Linked DNA regions of Zea mays: region 1 is linked to region 2. A link is a contact called in public Hi-C data. All regions are on one chromosome and are shown on one strand. The core of a region is the stretch at or near the end of the contact, and the rest is flanking DNA. Distances in the headings are between cores, read along the strand shown.

Region 1 (2,933 bases), core at 197-2,696, 200 kb after region 2:
AAACCCTAAATTTGGTTTCCCCTGAAAAAGAAAATTAACAGAAACTAGGACCGCATAATGTGGACCTGCCTTTGCCTTTACTGATCGCCATGCATCCACTCGCGCGTGCTATTGGGCTTCATGCAGGACATGTTACTTTTGGATGCATTTAGGGAATACATATGTCATTTCATGTTATTGTATTGCTTTCTTAAAGTTTTTTATTCATATTTCAGATGATACTAACAATTATCTTTTATAAATCTTTAGTACGCACTTTCGATGCTCCTATCTTACTTTAACAGACCTATTAAAAGGCATATCAGTATATTAAAGTGCAGTATTACCATAAAAATGTAGATTTCTCCCTAAGCTTTCTTATTTTTTGGCCCCTCTGCAGGACATGTTAATTTTGGGCATTCATGGAATGTCTATCTAATCTAAGCAGCTTATAATCCCAAACAAACATGCCATATAATCTAATTCATCAAGTCCGTCATAGCTTCATATTGAAGAGACCTATCCTTGCCATCAACCAAATTGAACATTCCGGTGTATCCATCAACTCCAACAAAGCTTATCTGAAACAAAACAAAGAATTTCGCGCTCTACAACACTGTCCAGACTATCAGCATCCATTTCTCCACATGTAAGTTAAATTCAACGTGTTTAGTAATTCAATTTTTTTTCGAGATATTTAGATTTCATTATGCTTACACGTTGACTTACATGCCAGCAACATGACAGCTTTGAAATAGACGATAGTCTTCAAACTGTAGACCAAAACCTACAGTCTTTTCAATCACCACCGAAAAGGTACTAAACTGAAAGAATCTTCTCACTTCTCAAATTCATTGGTTTACCTTTCTTTTTGGATTAGGGCTAGGCGCAAATGTTTAAAGTCTGATTGCAGCGAGGATATCTTATTCATTCGATTTGTTGATGCATATACTCTATCACCATCCTTTACTTCAATTGCAAAAAAAATCTATTCAACTTCAAAATAACCTGCTCATCGTACACCGCAGGAAGGATGTTTGAACTTCAGAGATAAGCCTTCGACGCACCACCAGATGTATGTAAATTATGTCTTATTTGGAAAATAGTATCCAAGTATCTTTTGTCTATACATCCTAATATATATATACGTAGACTCAAAGATGCTAAATATGTACTGTTTGTAGCCCGCCACTTTCTATGATGACCGTATATTATGCAATGATCATAATTATCTGGCAGACTGCAACGCTCTGTATACATATATGTATAATATAATGTCCTATCTCTGTGTTTATGGGACAAATAAGTATATAAATTCACGCGCGCTGGCGCGCCATTGGCTAGTTTAAAATATTGGATAGCGGCTGGGGATGTAGCTAGCTAGTTGCAGCGATAAGTCGATAAGACCACGACTGGGCCCGGCCATTCTCGGTAGTTTGCTGCCCCAGTGTCCATTGGGCCAAGTTTCTGGCAGCTTGATCACAGATGAACCAGAAGCCCACATATAGGAACTACACGTAAGGATTAGGCCCGTAAAGCGCACTGCGCCGAGAATTTTCTTTCCGCGCGTGTCATGCTCCAATCATTAACCAGAGAATGAAAGCGCTTTCGATCGGGGCGATTGAAAGCGACAAAGAGAAAGAGAAAAGCATCGGAGCATCGATGCGTCGGTGTATTAGAATTAAAGGTTGGCTCGTAAAAGACTGCAGGCCGGCCGGCCGGCCACTTGGCGTGGCTTCTGCGAAACCTAAGGACTTGTTTGGGACAAAGGGTAATAGAGGGGATTGAGGGGGCTATAATCACTCACTATTTAAAATTAAGTAGTACAAGATTATAGCCCCCTCAATCCACTCCATTAGCTTTAATTCATCTGTATTTGTACCGTGCTGCGCTTCTTCTTCGCCTCCTCCTGGAGGGTGTCGAGAACCCGGACCATCCGCCAACAGCTCCTCTTTTTTTTTTCTGTCAAAGCTAGCTGCTCATTCTGCACTGCAGCCGTCGCGAACGAATCTGCTACGCTACGGGACTAGCTTGCGAAGCTAGGCTATGGTCGGTCAGTGCAAAGAGGTTCGGCGTGAAGTTTTTATTCGATTATGACCTCTGATGGATGGATCTCGATCCCTAGCTCTTTTCCAAGCTCCGTTCCATAATATCATGTGCTCTCCAGAAACAGCTAAACAAAAAACTGTGCTCCGTCGGTGCGGTGTCACTCACTTGCATCTCATGCATGTACCTGTACGTGGTGCTTCTCTCCTATGCCCAGCATCTACTACATGCATGCTACCTATACGTCACTGCATCTCATGCATGTACCTGTACGTCCCAATTTGTTGAAACTAGAAAGTGATTTTTAGCTCTTGCTTCCTACTTGAGCTAGAGTTAGCTGCACTGCACAGCACCTACACGTGGATAGGCTTACTGCTGGCCGATGCCAAATCTAGCAGCCTTTTGATCAGGTACGTACGACTCGCTGCATCTGCATGCATGCATGGCAGAGTGGTTCCACAAAGATCAGGACCTGCATCGCTGCATCTAATGTCAGTATGCCATATGTTCAGTGTCACTGCGTCAAACTGTCAGTTAATTATTATAAAAAATATAATATACCTATACTAGCCAGTAGTACTCCGTATTGTTTTTCAGTATCAGGGCCACTCATGATTTTAGTTTCGCATTTCTATTCTGAAATCATAATATCTATATAGACATATAGTAAGAGTGTGTTTGGGAGCGAGAATACCAGATGACACTAGAGAAGCTAAAATACTCTTGATATTTAATTTTAAATAGAAAGAGGATTTTAGTTTCACTACCGGAATCGCCGGCTTTGCCGAGTGACTGAAGCACTCGGCAAAGCCTTAAAAACACTCGACAAAGGCTTTGCTGAGTGTCGCACTCGGCAAAGAGGGCTCGGCATACAGTGCATCGGCAAAGCCTTCTTTGCCGAGTACTTT
Region 2 (2,744 bases), core at 197-2,696:
GTCATCAGCCAGGAGCGCCTCCATGGCCGGCTTGATGATGTTGGTGGTGGATATCTTGGTGTGATCCTTAGAACCGGTCATCTATGGGCCGATTTTTAGCAGGTCTAGACACCTAATCCCCAGCGGAGTCACCAAAAAGTATGTTGACACCTTTTTGGAGGCGCCAATCACTCAAAAGAACCAGCGGCGGTGCTCTCTAGTCAGGCGCGGACGGTCCGCGACATAGAGCCGGACGGTCCGCGACCTGGCGCGAGGCGGCGGTGCTCCCTGGTCAGACGCGGACGGTCCGCGGCACAGGGCCAGACGGTCCGCGACCTGGTGCAGGAGCTAGGATCTCCTGCCTGACGGCCGGACAGTCCGTGCCCTAGGGTCGGACGGTCCGCGCGTGCGCAGGGGCGGCGGAAGATCGTCGGCGGCGCCTGGATCTCGCTCCCGGGAGGGACCCCGTCGGGAGGAGAGATCCTAGGAGTCGTCTAGGCTCGGGCAGACCGACCTAGACTCCTCTAGTCGACGTAGAGTCGAGGAGAGGCAGAGAATTTGAGGATTGGAATACTAAACTAGGGCTAAACTAGAACTAGACTAGAACTACTCCTAATTGTGCTGAAAATAAATGCGAGATAGAAGTGGTATTGGTTCGATTGTTGGGGGTTCAATCGGTCGTAGCCCTTCATCTATATAAAGGGGGAGGTATGGATCCGCTTCAAACTGATTTCCGAGTTAATCCCGCGGTTTTAGGTAACAAATCCCGCGAGAAACTAGGAACCCTAACTGACTCTGCGCACGCGCGGACCATCCGCGCCACCACCGCGGACTGTCCGGACCGCGGACCGTCCGGCCTCGAGGCCAGACCGTCCGCACTGCTCTTTTTAGAGCTCAACAGGACCAGATTAACATACCCACACATGTTAAGGACCGAAATTGCACTTTACTCTTACGGGGCGTTTTGATCCCTTCATTTTAGAGGAATTGGAATTCACTCAATAAAGTAACTTATTTAGTTTGAAATTTGACATTCCACCACTTTCCAAAATTCAGATATAAGCCTATCTCAAATTCATGGCGTGAAGGACGGGAAATAATTTTATACATTAGTAGAATTTATTTCTACTCTATAACTTATATGGCACTCTCTGTCTCACTTTTCTATAGTAAAAATGTATCACATAAATATCTCCGACATCTTGCAAATAATAATATACAAATATAGTTGACATAAAACATAATTAGCTTAATTGATATATGCCTAAATTACTATTATTAGAATGAAATTCAATTCCAATGATCCAAACAGGACGTTAAAAACTATGAAACCAAACATGTATTTTAGTACCATGGTTTTATCTTGTCGGTTAAAACCATGGTAATATCAAAAACAATTTTAAATCACGGTGGTTTTGAAAAACTTTATTGCCAAATATGTTCTAGGAATTTCACTCTAAACAATCCAATCTATCTCAAATTGGCACAATCATATAAACCCTAGAACGAGATTTTGATCGGACACCCGGCTGCGGGGCCGGCCCTCCGCCTAAACCCCCGCCGCCGTCCTTCCGACCGCCATGCTTCTCCCCCTATGCTCCATCCCACCACCCACCTCCGCCGCCTCACCAGTAAATCCTCCCGCTCCACGACAACGACCACCGGCCGCCACTCCCTCTCGTATCCCTCCGTCTCCTCGTCAACATCCGACGACGAATCCCCGCTCGCCGCGGAGCTCTTCCCCACCGCCGGCGCACCCACACTCCTCTCCGTCGCACGCTCCCTCGCCGTCGCCTCCCCGGCCCCTTCCGCCGCAGCTGTCCTCAACTTCCTCCGGCGCCTGCCCCACGACGCCTCCCCACACGTCTTCCCCCACCTCATCGCCGCCCTCGCTCGCTCGCCCCTCCCAATCCTCGCGCTCCGCCTCTTCCTGTCCCCACCCACCTCAGCCGCCACCACCCACCACTGCTTCAACTCCTCGCTCCTTCGGTTTTCCCTCCCGCAGCATCTCCTACCAGCCTTCTTTGCCCACTCCCTGCGCCGCTTCTCCGGCCTCACCCCCACTCTGCTCTCCTTCAACCTCCTCCTTAAGTGCATCTGTTCCTCTGGTTCCAAGGAGCAGAGGCCTGTATCTTCCAATTGCGTTGCAAATCCTCCACGATGTCATTCCGGCTTGGAATCTTACGCCAGATAAGTTCACCTACTCCACTATCGTGTCGGCCCTGGCTGATGCAGGGCGTGTGGACGACGCGTTGGCGCTGGTTCATGAAATGGTGGTTGATGGCATTTTGGCGGCAGAGGCATTTAACCCGGTGCTCAAGGCGATGCTGCGTACAGGTGATGTGAATGGGGCGGCCAAGCTGTTTCGGTTTATGCAGCTGAAGGGTTGCACACTGACGGAATCAACATACAATGTGCTGCTGCATGGTTTATTATTGTGTGGGCGGGCGAGGGACGCAGCGGGCATGATGAGAAGAATGGAGAGTGAGGGGATGCCGCCAGGGTTGATGACTTACGGGGCAGTAGTGGATGGACTGCTGAAGTGTGGGAGAATGGAGGATGCATGGAAGGTGTCTGAGGAAATGGGAAGGAAGGGGCTTACACCTAGTGATTTTGTGTTTTCCTCTGTGATCACCGGTTTTTGCAAGTCAGGTGAGGTTGACAGGGCATTGAAGGTGTGGGAGACAATGGTGGCTGCCAAGGTAAACCCAAACACTGTTTTGTATTCAGCAATGATTGATGGCCTGGCCCGTTGTGGGAGGATG

What was found. Hi-C and Micro-C count contacts between places; a contact is called where the count stands out from the background.
Region 1: a Hi-C map of tassel shows a contact between it and region 2, with 3 times the contacts expected there. The contact joins the enhancer-like site here to the promoter of LOC118476028 in region 2. A contact is called at or near these places in 2 of 25 Hi-C or Micro-C datasets (ear and tassel).

What each region holds. Positions count from the first base shown.
Region 1 is chr1:97,206,750-97,209,682 of Zm-B73-REFERENCE-NAM-5.0, forward strand. No RefSeq gene overlaps it. Among protein-coding and RNA genes, the nearest start is that of LOC118476028, 200 kb to the left of the region's middle. Within about 2 kb of position 1,447, at least 19 of the 20 cell types and tissues checked have an H3K27ac peak or open chromatin away from gene starts, as enhancers often do. A contact at or near this core is called in ear and tassel, where this site is marked.
Region 2 is chr1:97,007,014-97,009,757 of Zm-B73-REFERENCE-NAM-5.0, forward strand. LOC118476028 reads left to right here and starts at 1,447. Exons shown (of 2, transcript XM_035964056.1): 1 at 1,447-2,744. The coding sequence starts at 1,574. The coding sequence ends at 2,173.